Linked DNA regions of Mus musculus: region 1 is linked to region 2. Evidence: chromatin contacts called from public Hi-C data. All regions are on one chromosome and are shown on one strand. Each heading gives the region's core, a stretch centred on a gene start, on an enhancer-like site or on the middle of the called end of the contact. The rest is flanking DNA. Distances are from core to core; before and after follow the strand shown. Region 1 overlaps Auts2 (autism susceptibility candidate 2). Region 2 overlaps Auts2 (autism susceptibility candidate 2).

Region 1 (7,248 bases), core at 3,749-6,248, 140 kb before region 2:
TATGAGGTTAAAGTCCGTAGGCTTGAGCAAAAAGACCTAACCTTTCCACGGGAGGTGGGGAATGGGGTGCATTTTGATTTCTTAGAAGATAAATGATCGTAATGAGATTTTTTTTCCAGGGTTTAGGAGAAAAGTATTCAGTTTGTCACATCAAGCATTCATCCCTAAAACTACTGGAGGACAAAGCCTTAAGGGCATAGGGACTTTGTGTCCCCATTTATCTTGCACAAGGCTCCGCTCATCCCAACCCCCACCTCCGGAGCACACCATCCTCCTCACATTACTCCAGTGACTTCCTGGTATGATTAGCCTCCATCCCAGTCGGAAAGGGGAGGGGGCAGAGTCTAGTTAAGGGCAATTATCTAAGAGGTCAAGGTAGGGAAAGGAATTGGAGGGAGAGAAAAGGAACATGAATACAAATGAGCTTCATCCTGGTGTACTTGAACCCACAGGAGCAGTTTCCACGGGCTCAAGGAGCCCCAGAGGAGTTCCTGCCTATTGTAGACCGAGGCTCTTCCACCAGATCACTTTCTCCTTATGTCAAGGGTGGCCAAGGCCCTAGCCCCTGTTCCATGGGTGTGTTTCATCTCTGAAATGTTGATTGTTCTATACCAGTCTCTAATTATACCCATGAAGCTGTAAGGTCTCAGATGTCAGAGTATAAAAGAGGGAAGGAGGAGAAGAAGGGGAGGAGATCTGATAAGGATGACGATTCTTCCTTACTGTTCTTCACTTTGAATACCATCCACCCCAGAGTCCACATGGACCCTCAGTGAAGTCTAGAGCTTGTTAAAGGACTGTATGAACAACGACGGAGAGCACAGCCATTCTCTTCCCCTTCCTGCCTTATTCTCTCACACATATGCATCCATACATGTGCCATTGATAAATATGGAATGATACATTTTCTTTGTGTGTGTATATTTATGTGTTGTGTATGTGGTGTGTGCATACGTGTGTATGTGTGTGTGTGTGTGTGTGTGTCCTATGCTAGTGCATGTGGAGGCCAGAAGAGGATGTCACTCTCCCCTTACTTGTTGATACAGGGTCTCTCATTGAATCTGAAGCTCACCATTTTGGCTAGGTCAGCCAACCATCGAGCTCTTGTGATCTACCCTACCATGCAATGTCTGGGTTTGGTCATGCACAGCTCTTCTTAGCTTTTACGTGGGTGCAAGAGATTGGAATTCATGTCTTCCTGATTTCACAGTGCGCTCTTTATCCACCAAGCCAACTCTTTGGCCCCAGAATTACAGTGTTATCTGTGGGTGGAAGGACAATTATGTATACCTCAGTCTGGAGTAGTCAATGCCTGTCTGTTATTTTACTGCCCATGTGTGTGCATATGTGTGAAGGTATAAGTGCAGATCTGTATGTGTGCACGTAAAGGCCAGAAGTCATCCTTCAGTGTCCCTTCTCTGGGATACCAACCTGCAACCTTAGTCGAGGATCTCTGAGCCTGGAACTTGCCAGTTGGGCTAGACTGGTTGGCTAGCAAATTCCCAGGGTCCTCTTGTCTCTCATCTTTGTAGCTTGGAGAGTACAAATATAGTCCATCACACCGAGTTCTTAACATAGATTCTGGGGATCCAAACTGTGTCCCCCATCCTTGCACCACAACTCTCCTATCTACCAAACAGTATCCTCAACCCCTGAATATTCTTTTATGGCTCTGTGATTTGTATAGGAGGCTGGTATTCATTCTCACTCTGAACTGAGGTCCCTCCTCATTCAGACACAGCCAGCTCAAGCCAGCGTCTCAGCCAACATAGAGAGAGGAGAAAAATTTATTAAAGAGAGCCAGGTTCCCTTGATAAGCAGAAAGTAAGAAATCCCTATTTAATTTAAATACGATATTTCTGTCTTCGTTAATTTAAAGCACGTGTGTGATCATGTATCCTTTCATATTTGGTGGTCTGCCCTGGAGGGAAACGGAGGCTCGACAGTGAAGCCAAGAAGCAAAGTCTAGGTTACATTTTAATAAAGATGAATAACCCTAAAAAATGTTTGAATTATATGGAAGTAAGATTTGTTGCAAGTTACAAATCAAAGCCTGAATTGTCACTTATCTCCTAATGATGCTTCTACACAGATTATTAATTTCATTTTAGAAGCCCAATGAATGTTATATTTTATGACATTGATTAAACATCTTGCTGCCTCCCAACCATCCATCCTTTTCATTTTCAAAAAATCCATATCGGAAAATTTTAACAAAAATAGCTCATAAATTCATATTTTACAGCCTAGGAAAAGTTGACAGTTCTCCGTTCTCCTTCCAGCCAGCCACAGACATGAACTCTTATAGACTGGGAGCATTTCTGCTGGGGGAGGGGGGTGGAAGGGGGGGTCTTTTCTCATCCTCCTGGGTCCTCTTGCTTCTTTGGGAGGGGGTCGTTTGTTTGGAAAGGTTTCTGAGGTTTCGGGAAATCCCGTGTGAGGATTTGGTGGTGGAGTTAGCTTCATCTGGGTAATCAGGGACCTAACTCGATTTCTTGCTCTGAGATAAGCCAAGCCTTTCCCTCTTCCGGGTCCTGGGGGAGGATTGGCCCTCCCTGGTTAGCTCTCAGTGTCCTTTGGAAATCAGAGAGGAGAAAAGCCCTGTTAGCCCCTCTGCGGAAGTATTATAATAGATTGAAAAGCCTCTGAAGGCCACAATGAGATGGTAGGTTTCAGACCAGCCTTCAACACACTAGGAAAATTCCAGGCTGAGTATGCATGCAGGCTTGTATGCTTTGGTGGGTGGCATGTGGAAGCCGGAAGTCAGCCTCAGTGTCATTTCTCAGGAGCCACCCATATTGCTTTTTGAGACAGGTTCTTTTACTGACGACCTGGTACTGACCAGGTAGGTGAGGCTAGCTGCCCAGTGAACACCAGGTACTCTCCTTTCTCTGACTCTCCAGTGCTATGACTGCAGGGATGTCTTAACAACTGATTAAACCACAGCATTTTAAATTAACAATTTGAGAATTTCATTCATGCATACAGTAAATTTTGACCATATTCACTAGCCATCCCCCACCCCCGCCCTCCCAAACTCCTTCCAAATGCTCCTTCTAACTTCATCTCTCCTTGGTTCTTTGTTTCGTTTTGTTTGCAGTATCTCAGAGAGTCCAGTTTGTATTCAGAGGTGTGGGGCCATCCACTGGAGCATGTCAGCCTACCGGGGGTCATACCCTTAAAGAACGAAAACCGATTCACCCTCCACTAGCAGCTGTCAACTGTCAGTAGCTCCTCAGCTGGGGTGGGGACTCATGAGCCCCTCCTACATGACCTTTTACAACTTAATTCCATTTATATGTGTGTGTGCATGAGTTTATGTGCACTGCATGCGTCCAGGTACTCATGGGAGAAGGCATCTGGTCTCAGGAGCTAGAGTTACACCCAGGAGCTAGAATTATAGGTGGGTGTGAGCTGGCAGATATGGGTGCTGGAAACCGAACCTGGATCCTCTGCAGGAACAGCAAACTACTTAGCCATCTCTCCAGCTCCTATACATGTCTGTCTGTCTTGTATATGGATACTGGGGATCAAACTCAGACACGTACTCTCCCAACTGAACTTCCCAGGGCTCAGGGTGAGGAAATCAGGGAGAGAAGACCTCGTAGTCAGCTCCCTGTGTTCCGATTTGTGGTTCTTTAGGCAATAGAAATACCTTTGAGCTCATCTGCTTAGATTAGCTCCCATTAAGAGACCAATTTGTTCCCTCAGCACACCGATCTCAATGGCTCCTAGAGTCACCATTCATTTGTGTTCAGGGAGGGTTCTGGCACCTGGATTTCCACGCCAGCCTGTGGCTGAAGCTAGCTTTTCCTCCAGGAAAGAGAGGCATGTTTGGAGTTCCTTGCATGAAAATGAAGGACAGGTCAGTGCAGAGGAAGAACCTTTTGATGCTCAGTGACATGTCAGGGAGAAGAGAAGATAGGCTATTTTGCAAGGGTGATAACGTCCAAGCAAAAACTCATTCAGTCAGAAGGCTCTCTGCTCGGCGAACGTTAATTTAATGTAGTAGGCATGGTGGGGTGATGCATTCTCCCACTGCAACCTAGATCAGCACTGTAAGGAAAGGTGTCTTGCCAGGCTCTTCAGGAGGTCAGCACACTGCAATATGGCATCAGGATTAAGGGTGTGGGCTCAAGTGGCTCAATGCTAGGGGTCCAGTCTTGTGGAAATTGTTACACCTTGCAGGTGTACTATACTCTTAAGCCACAGTCCTTCCCTAGGGACCCTGTGATGGCCAGAGGAATAAGGATAAAGCACTTAGTGTGCTAGGCCCAAGTTAGCGTGTAGTATGTGTTCTGTCATCATCTTTCATTAGATAGCAGGCGATGCATTAGACAGCAGTATCCGATGGTTGGTAGCAATGGTGGTGGTAGGTTTTTGTTGTTGTTTTATGCTTGTTCATTTAGTCTTACCTTTTTTTTTTTTTTTGCATTTCCCCTATTTAAAAGTGTGGACTGGCTGGCGTTCCAAACGGCAGTGCACAGCATGCAGCTCGGCTCTGCAGAGCCTCTGTGGTGGACCTGGCGCTAAACCAGTTCTAAATGACGCGGCCTCATTAGGAGAGGTCAGCAGCTTGTGTCCTGGGGTTCTCGGGAGCGGACTGTGTGCAGGCTTCGAGAAGACAGCAGCTGCGTGGAGATGGCTTTTCCAGCATGCCGGGAAGCTTTCCTGAGTGACACATCTTGTCCTCCTTTTTCTGTCTCATTTCTTTCCCATCCCTCTCCTTTTCGAATTACCCCAACCCCCTCAGCCAACCCTCTGTAGAATGCCCCAGCACTGGGGATGGCGCATAAAGGGAAAATATGGCATGTTTACAGAGAGAATTTTCAAGAAGTGTTAATTTAATATGCTAAAGTGTTCCCTTCAGCATTTTACCTTTCTTGTTGTTTTCACAAAACAGCCAAGACTAAATAATGAGCCCGGGGCTGTGCCCTTTGGTGGCATGCTAGCTCATTACCCACCGGCGGCCTCCATCTGCCCTCATGGCTGCGTAGGGAGCCATTACGATTATGATGGAAATCTCAGAAGCCATTACCAAGGCGCAGCAGAGGACCTACTGCAGACAGCCTAATGGACTAATTTGTAATTGGGAGAGGGAAATGAGTTAGCGAGCTGGGGCCGGTTTTGATGAGAGTGGAAGTACGCATGCTAAATGTGATAAATGAATAGGAATGTATGTTTGCGCAATGGGCTCTACAAGGCTTTCCATCTCTCCCGGGGACGGAGGCGTGCTGACAAGCCGTGAGGCTCGGGGAGAAAAGGGCTCAGGGGAGGCAGGCAGAGATTCAAGGAGAGTAGCTAAGGATAAATCGGTGAGGAAAAGGAACGGCAGCCAGAATCCAAGGGAATGGTTGCATCTGCCTTGAAAGTGGTAATTAGGAGGCATTTTGGTGTGCATGTCTTTAACAGTCAAACAGGATGAGTAGGAGTCCCAAGCGCCTGCTGTGGGAAGTAGAAAGCTGGGGCACTGATGGCCAGAGAGGGAAGCCGGCCTGGGGCCTGTCATCTCACAACTGATGGTCCATATAGGTTCTGCCTGCAAAATGGAGCTTATAACCAGGCATAGTGGTGCACCTCTGCATCATCAAAATTAGCAAGGTTGAGGCAGGAGGATTCGTTGTGAGTTTAAGGCCAAACCTAGGCCATGAGCTCTAAGACAACATGGGCTATATAGGAAGTCTTAGACCAGCCTGACCTACACAGTGAGTTCTAGGCCAACAGTCAGAGCTACATGGGGAATTATTGATCAGCATGACCTACCTAGTAAATCTAGGCAAGCCTTGGCTACAAATGAGTTCGAGACCAACCTGAATTTCAACCTGAGTGCTAAGTCAACATGGTCTCATACAGTATGAGAGCTTGTCTCAATAGAAACATTTTTTTAAAGGACATTATTAGGTGCCACAGGTCCTTCTGTTTCTAGATTTGCTGGCAATCTAGCCAAGGGAAGCCCTTACAGGCCTGAGGCAGGCATTATATGTGTTGGGGGAAATTCCTAGGTTGAGGTAGCTGATCCTCTGTGCATCTCAAGCGAACAGCTCGTTGGAGGGCCACAGCGTCACCTGGCTCTCCATGCTGGACAGCATTGCGTGCAAGATGGAGCTGTTTCCTGGAAACTGGTACAGACTTCTGCTTGTTGGTCCCACCCAGGGTCCTGTCAACCCAGCTGAGGCAGGTCTCTGGCTGCTCCCAAGGAAAGAGCTATAGTCCTTTGCAAATAGGCCTGGCCTGGCCACCTGTCTCAAACCTCACTGTGCTTGGGACTAACCTTGTATCTTCCTTCTCCTTCAGATATGGTTCCCCAAGGGCCTCCAGGGCACCTTGCTCTTATTTCTCCTCAATCTCATCATATCCCTTGAACGTGCAGCTCAGGCCCTCATGTGCTGCGGCTCCCAGGGCCTGCCAACCCCAACCTCTCTAAATCTCATCCTCTCTGGGAGCAGGCTTACCTCAGGCTTGAAGGTTCTCCTGGATCTCAGGACTCTTCCTGTCCCGTGGTGGTTCTCATCTTCCTCAGGATCCTTCGGGGAAGAAGGAAGCTCTGGAGCAGGCAGCTGAGCCCAGTGTAACTGTTTCTCATACTGATTGTGGATGCAATCAATCCCCACTCCCCAGCTCTCCTCACCTGGACTCCAGGGCACATTTCTTCCATCACAATGGAAAGTTCCCATTTTTCTCACCTACCATCCACCAGGTTTGTAATGAACTCCTTTGTGGGATGATGCCCCAGCTGGCATAATTTTAATGATTTTTGACTACAAGTATGAGTGGCCTCACCTGCTTTGCATAGGAACCTGATGAGGGTGGACAAACTGCAGATGGCACTGGTACTGGAGAAATGGATCGGTCATTACTAGTGTTTGATATATAAGCATGAGGAGCTGAGCTTGATCCCCAGAATTGACATCTGACAAAGCTGGACATGGTGGCACACTGGTAATCCTAGTAATTAGGGAAACAGAAGCAGAGGGTCCGTTGACTTGGCTAGCCAGCATGCCTCACTGAACCTACAAGCCCCAGGTCCCAGTAAGAGACCATGAGGAGTTCTCAGTGGTTATGGTCATATGCTACGTTTCCAGAGGATCCAGGCTTGGTTCCCAGCACTCACCTGTGTTTGTTGGCTGACAACTGCTTGTAACTCCTGCTCCAGGAGATCCAACTTTCCCTTATGGCCTTTGTGGGCAGCTACACACATGTGGCATTCATGCATTCAGACAGACAGTCAGACAGACACACACACACATA
Region 2 (7,424 bases), core at 4,034-6,533:
CCCTGGGTTTTGTGCACGCTGGGCAGGCACTCTGCCAACTGAGCTACATCCACGACACCTTTGTTTTGTTTGTTTGTCCTTCTAAGGAAAATAAAAACAGAAAAAGATAGTGTTACATTTTATCGTGTTTTATGTTATGTTATATATGTTATGCCTAAAAGGTAAGTTGAGAGAGTCAGTTCTCTCCACCATGTGAGGGGCTAGCCTCAAGCACAGTATGTAGCCCGGGCTGGCCTTAAACTCCTGGTCCTCCTGCCTCCACTCCTGAGTGCCAGGACCACAGGTATTCCATACCATGCTACTATACCCAGCTTGGTATTTTGGTTCTGAGTGACCCCCCCCCCAGAAGGTTGCCCCCCTCTTCCCTTTCTGTGTCTACGACCAGCTCTGAGGGAACTGGGAGCTGTCCTCTCAATCCCACCGTTCAGCCCGGTCACACAGTCACCCTTGGCTACTTGAAATGCTTTGCTGGAGGAAGGAAGCCCTCATCCCATTCCTGATGGGCGGAGGCATCTTAGTCATCAGGGACCAGTGTGGTGCTCTGATAAGTGTTCCTGGGGCTTGGTGTCTGTGAGCATGGATGCTGTTCACCTGTGTGTACATATACATTCTCTACACATGCACACGCAGGTCAGAGAGTCAATATCGGGTGTCTTTCTCCGTAGCTAGCCACATGATTTTTTTTTTTTCGAGACAGTTTTTCACTGACCCTAGAGCTAGCCTACCAGTTTGGCTAGTCTCTCTGGCCAGCAAGCCCTAGGAATCTTCTTAGCCCCACGCTCACACATACAGCTCTGAGGTTAAAGGCACACACTGCCTTACTCGGCCTTTTGCATGGGTGATGGGGATCCAAACTTGGGTCCTCCTCGCACTGAAAGCATTTTACCCACAGAGCCATCTGCCCTGATCCCAATTTCATAGGCTTCTACCGAAAGAAAACCAAAGCCATTGCAGCACATCCGTATTTCTGTGACAAGGGTGAGGTGTTTTAAGGGATTAAGGCTATTAGACAGACAAGAAGGATGCGTTGTTATCTGTATCTAATGGAAGGGGCAGAGTGCCTTCCCTGGGGTGTATGGGAGTGTCTTGGGGAGTACTGCAGTCTCTTCCTTGTGGAGACTGTGATGCAGACAGCTTATGGATGTGTTTATCTCATGATATTCATCGCCTTAAAAAAAAAAAAAGATGCTTTACGGGGCTGGGGCGAGGACGAGGTCTCGGTGGATAAAGGAAGCACTTGCTTCACAAACATTAGGACCGGAGTTTGGATTCCCAGAAATCATGCAAAAAGCTAGGCGTGGTAGTGCAAAAGTGCAAAGTACGTGGCAATGGCTTCTAGTTCTTTGCACACACACAGACACACACAGAGAGACTGAGAGAGGCAGAGACAGAGCGGCACAGAAATGTACTTTAAAAACAGTTTTATAATGCTTGTAAGAAAAAAAATAAAATAAAAAGGCTGATGGAAGCCCGGATGGTCGCAAGGCAAGCTGAGCATGAGACAGGAAATTTTTCCTAGCACTTATAATCCTCCCAAGGGAAGAGCGTTCAAGCTCCCAACACTTGACTCATTTAGTATGAGTTGAACCAACTTCTTAAAAACAAACTTACAGAAAGGGGGGAAAAAACGTTTTTTTTTCCTAACCACCCTGTATAAGGTGGGGGTTCTGCACGCCACACCAACAGAAGTTGGACATCAACACAGATATCCCATGATGCACTAGGGGAGAACACTGTTTACTTATGAGGAGTGTGTGGGGTGTGTGTGTATGTGTGCGCACGCACGCGCATATTTGTGCGTGTGATACCGACCAGCCTAGACACAGGGGCTTTCATGGTGCTTGTGGGTGAACACTGAAAGAAGTCTCACTTCCCTCCAAGAGGAGTGTGGGCCTGGAACACTAGGACATTTTTCCACTAGTTACAATGACAGTTTGTGTTGGGAGAAAGTTGCCATTAAACTCCAGTGTGGGCTGCCTCACTGTACGTTTGACTTTCGATTGGTGTACACCCAGGCTGGCCCCTCCAAAAATTCCAAGTTCTGATTCAGAAGCCCAAGTCTGGCTGCTGATTCTTAACCATATTCTTTTTTTTTTTTTTTAATTACATTTATTTGATTTGTTTGGGAGGGAGATGGGAGTTCCTGTCCCTGGATATATGAGTGGAGGTCAGACAGCAGGCAGCCTGCATGAGTTGGTTCTCTCACACCAACATGTGGGTCCCAGGGACCAAACTCTGGCCATACGGGTTGGCAGCAAACACCCTTCCCCAAGGAGCCATCTCGCCAGTTCATCTGGCCATGTTCTTGTTATAGGTTGAAGTCTCTTCTTACAGACCAGCACAGCCATGATTCCAGCCTGGCTACTGCATTAGATGTCTCCAGCACACCTAGAGATCTTTGATTTCCAGAAAGCTGTTTCCAGGGACTGGATGCTGTCTGGCTTCAAACCTTGAAGTCTCACACTTGTCCATCAAGATGTCATTTGAACCTCAGCAGTTCTTGAACACTTACCAACCCTATGCTTGAAGTTCCTCTCCTCCATGATGATCTTACTGGTTTTTTTTTTAATGCTTGTCCACCAGGCTGGACTCAGAAACATGTTACTTCTCCTTGCCACCGGACTATACCATAGCTTACCATACAGTCTCCCAACCAAGTGCGAACTAGGCTGGACCCTGTTTAACTTCTGGGACCAGAGTACTTGGGGCATGGCCACAGGCTGTGGAGGATAATATATATTCTCTTAGATATCTAAGGTGGACTGGTTTCTTTTCTCATTGATAGGACTGAATGCATCTCCGGAAGGGCTTAAGGGATGGCAGGGTGACTCTGTAGGTAAGGGACTGTGTGTGGGTAAGGTCCCAAGCCTAAAGAGCTAAGTTTGATCCATGAAACCCACAAGTAGACGGAGAGAACTGATTCTCAAAGACAGTTCTCTGCCCTCCACATATATGCTGTGGCACACATATGCCCACACACATTCCCACCAGAGAGAGAGGGGTGGGGGGGGAGAAGGAGAGAGGGAGAAAGGAGTTTTATTTTGTTTTTGCCTAACTCTCTCCCAGCCAAGCTATTTTGGCACGGTCCTTTGCAGCTTAAGAAAGAACTGGTTTATTTTGGTTAGAGAGGATCATGGGAAGAAATCATGGCGGGCAGGAACAGGAAGCTGGCTGACTGTACTGCATCCCTAGGAAGGAAACAGAGAGTAAACAGGAAGTGGGGTCAGGTTATAAACCCTCAGGACCCACCTCCAGGGACCCCTTCTACTAGCAAGGCTCTGTCTCCCAAAGGTTTCCAAAGATGGTGCTACCAGGTGGGAGCCAAGACTCACACATACACATTACATTCAAACCATAGAATAAGTTTACACTCAGCTCTCTCCTTCAGGCAAACAGGCCAGCAGCAGCAGCATCTTTGCAGCAGGCACTTCGGCACCTCTGACAGTTTCTCTAAAGTTTGCTTTAGCTGTGGAATTAGGGGTCATGGAATAGATACCGATTAGTTCCAGTAGATACTGTGGGTTTCTCGTAATTGTCAGTAATTGCGCACCAAGCCACCGTCATGCACAGCAGAGCTCACCCTACCTGTTCTGCCCACACTTGCTGTGACGCACCTTTCTGGTTTTAGTGATTTTTTTTTTAAAGAGTTATCTCAGTGGATGGTAGTAGTGCACACCTTTAATCCTAGCACTCAGGAGGCAGAGGTAGGCAGATCTCTGAGTTCAAGGACAACCTGGTCTACAGAGCAAGTTCCAGGACAGCCAGGGCTACACAAAGAAACCCTGTCTCGGTTTATTTAAAAAAAAAAACAAAAAAACAAAAAAAACCCAACAACAACAACAAAACAAAACAAAACAAAACAAAATGTGTCTATGGAGTGAGTGAGCACACATGAGTGCAGTGGCCAGGAGAACTGGTCCTCTTGCCCTCACCTTGAGTGTTAGGATCACAGGTGTGCACCACTACACCTGTTTATGAAGTTCACAGGATCAAATCCAGTGCTTCCTGTGTGTATGTTAGTCATAAGCACTTTACCAACCAAGCCACCTATTTAGCCCTGGGTTTCCAGGTTTTTCAGTGGATCCATTGTTTTCCTAAGACAGGGATAGTAGGGATTCTAACCTGCCTGGGAAAACCTAAGGAGGTCGATTGATTATAAAGAACTAACAAGATGCATCATCTCAGCTCTCTGTCTTCCCTAGCCATGCCCAAATCCTTTACTAGATTCTTATGTTCAAAGGGGGGTCATCATACCAATGTAAGCAAAACAACAGCCATTTGCTATGTCAGAATTCAGGAAGCTTGCAAGGGTTTCCTCTCTTACTGCCGTCTGTTGTCCTTCTCCAAAGGTGGGCTCATCGTACCCTACCTCAGCCAGACATGCTGGCACACACCTGTCAGCCCAGCACTCAGGAGGACCAGGAGTTCGAGGCCATCCTTAGGTATATAAGGAATTTGAGTCTAGCATGGCCTACAAGAGACTCTGGTTAAAAAGCAACCTCTTCCCCCTCCTCCTCATTATAGAAGTGTTGCGTAACCTTTGAGGCCCATCTCCTTTGTGTGTTCTGCTCCTAACTCAGCTCTGCACACCAGCAAGTGCTCCATAGACCTAAGTAGAAAGGCATTTATTTCTCTTGCTTTAACATCTCCTCTTTGAGACCCTCTGCTGGAGGCTTTAGTAATTACTAACGGAAACAGGAAGACAAGAACCAAAATGGAACAGGATTTGAGGCCAGCCTGTGTGCTACACGAGACGCTGTCACAGTCTGGGGGTATGGCTCAGCTACTAGCGCAGTCGTTTAGCATGCGCAAAGCCGTAGGTACCGTCCCCAGCACCTCATGAACTGGATGCGATGGTGTGTGCCTGCAATCCCAGTACTCACTTGGGAAGTAGAGGCAAAAGAATCCGAAGTTGAAGGCCATCCTTAGCTACTTAGGGAGGTTGAGGCTAGCCTGGGCTATCTGAAACCTTGACTCACTAAAAGAAAAACAAACAGAAAAAGGAATGCTCATCCCCTCTCTGTTTCTCTCCCCCACCCCCACCCCCGCCCCTTTACTCCCTGCACTGTGACCGGGATAATTGAGTTGGAAGTAACATCAGTGTTTCTTCATCTTCCTTCAGGCTCACACGCGTTCCTCACCCAAAGGGAGAGAGATTAATTGAGGTCTTTTATCTTCCATTCAAATGAGGCTTTTCTGTGAATTGCTCCCACCCTCCCAGCCCCATCAGCTCTCCTCACCTCCCCACACTCATTAGGAGCTGAACCTGCCATGAGGATAGCCACCCTCCCTCGATCTCTATCGAGCCACAGCATCCCTCCAGGGTCCTCATCTACCTCCCCTGATATCCCTGACCTGGCATCACCCTCAGTCCAAATGTGAAACATCCTTGGGGGGGTGGGGAGCCACGCAGATCCAACCGGAAGCTGGGCCCACAATCCAACCCTCCCCACTCTGCCAGATGGCCTGGTACAGCAAGCCTTCTTTCAGAATTAATAACTTGCCCTCTGGAGGGCCAGCTCCAGCCAGCCAGCCTTTGCATTTCTCCAGCTCAGTGTATTCCCCCTCCCTGCCGTGTCTTTGGGCTGCTCTGTTCAGGGCAGACTTCAGGCAAGAGAGCTGCCTCCTCTCCCTCTATTTCCCCTTGCCTTTGGCTTCTGACGGTGCAGCTTTTAATCTAGAAATTATGGTAAGCTGTATGTGCATTTTGAGAGTATATCATTGCGGCATTTAATTAACAGTTATTAGTGTTAGCGTACTGCGCTGTATTCTATGTCACAAGTCATCAATTCTCCCAGAGCAGTTATAGCAATTAAGAACTCCATCATACCTTCTGTATAGTCATTTGGTAGTTTTCCAGATCTTTTCAAAACTGGAAATTACTAATCAAATCATTTCTGCTCTGTGCCTCGATATCGTTTATTCCATTCCTAATGATGTGCAACTTTTTTTTTACTCTCTCTCTCTGTCTCTTTCTCTCCTCCTTTGGCCGTTAACGGAGGCATTCGTGCGTGAGTCTAACCCATTTCACACTGCCGTCATGCTTTGGCGAGACGATAATGAACTTGCAGGAGGAAATGCACACGTTGCTGCTCTCTGAGCAGAGCACCGTCTTGCCTCTCCTGCTGTTGGGTGATTGAATTGTAGGAAACTGGGAAACACATCCACAGACCTACAAACCTAACTCTGCCTGTTGCCGTAGCCACCACAGTGGTGCTTAGGGTCAGAGCTCAGTACTGGTCCTCTCTGCCCAATCTGTCAGGCTCCTAAACAGTCACTAATTATGTTGGTTGTGGTGGTGGTGGTGGTGGTGGTGGTGGTGGTGGTGGTGGTGGTGGTGGGGAGCCTAGCCTTGGCATGAGCAAACCCTTAATAGAGAGGTGAAAATGGAGAAGCCCAAGAGACTCCCCTCCCCAGATCTCATCAGGTAAAGTTTGTTGAGAGTACCCCTGAGCTGGCTGTCACATGTTCTGAGGCTGGCCTGCAAGAGGGCATCTTCCTTTCTTAGCCACTTGGATAACTCTGAGTGAAAAGCCAGGGATAGTCCAACGGCCAGACTTTATGGAAAGGCCCTTGGCTGGCTTGTGGTGATGTGTATCGAATAAACGAGAAAGAGCCAGCTTGCTGCACCCCCAGGGGATCCTTTTTCAACATCCAGGAACACTGCCCCAGAAGCATCCCCCAATGGCTGAATCACCACCATTTGTGCGGGAGTAAGCAGACTGTGCTGCAGACAGCTGGCGGGAAGGTTGACTTCACTGTAGTGCCAGGAGGGTCTCTGCTGTGCAAGGGCTGGAGCCAGGGCCAGGGCCAGGGCCAGGCCAGCCCGCTCGGAGGCCGTTGACTAGTCTGATCAGACTAGGACCTTGCCAGACCCTTCTCTTTGCCCATTTTGGCTGCCGCCTGCCTTGGCTCCATCAGACCACCAGGCTGCTTGTACGGTTTGCAAGAATAGATGATCCAGCCCCTTCTGTGTCAGGCTGAACTGCAGGTCTTTTGCCAGGCCTAGCCCTACCCAGGCATCCTCATTAGTCAGGCTCAACCTGCAGACAGGCCTATCGGCCCCTCGTTATTTGACTTTGTGTTGTGTAAACATGTGTATGAAGGAGTCCAAAGTCTAATCGCTGCGCTCCAAGCATCTCGTTGAACTTAAGGACAGAGAGTGGTGCTCATTTTCAACCCCGTGTAACAGTGACACGTGTAGAAGTGTGTGATGACCCTGTGGACTGGAAGAGTCAACAGTTGGAATGGGAAACTGAGACTCTGCTCCTCAGATCCATTTCATGCTGTGATCCTTCAAATAGCCCAGTGACGACAACCACTAGGAGCCTTTCTGGTCTGCCTCTCTCTCTGCTCAAGTGTCGATCTCTGTGAAATAAAATGTAGCCCAGCAAAACATGGCAACCTCTGCCATCAAGGAACTA

What was found. A called contact is a pair of places that touch in the nucleus more often than the background predicts.
Region 1: a contact with region 2 is called in a Hi-C map of the N1E-115 cell line, with 4 times the contacts expected there. The contact joins two enhancer-like sites. A contact is called at or near these places in 3 of 484 Hi-C or Micro-C datasets (the N1E-115 cell line, lens fibers and nephron progenitors) and 3 of 115 datasets of contacts at active chromatin or transcription factors (differentiating embryonic stem cells, embryonic basal ganglia and pancreatic cancer cells).

The regions. Positions count from the first base shown.
Region 1 is chr5:131,715,616-131,722,863 of GRCm38.p6, reverse strand. The region is part of intron 5 of Auts2 (autism susceptibility candidate 2); the gene reads left to right. Among named protein-coding and RNA genes, the nearest start is that of 4930563F08Rik, 160 kb to the left of the region's middle. Within about 2 kb of position 4,998, at least 34 of the 459 cell types and tissues checked have an H3K27ac peak or open chromatin away from gene starts, as enhancers often do. A contact at or near this core is called in the N1E-115 cell line, where this site is marked.
Region 2 is chr5:131,573,305-131,580,728 of GRCm38.p6, reverse strand. All of the region lies in intron 5 of Auts2 (autism susceptibility candidate 2), which reads left to right. Among named protein-coding and RNA genes, the nearest start is that of Gm29681, 160 kb to the right of the region's middle. Within about 2 kb of position 5,283, at least 18 of the 459 cell types and tissues checked have an H3K27ac peak or open chromatin away from gene starts, as enhancers often do. A contact at or near this core is called in the N1E-115 cell line, where this site is marked.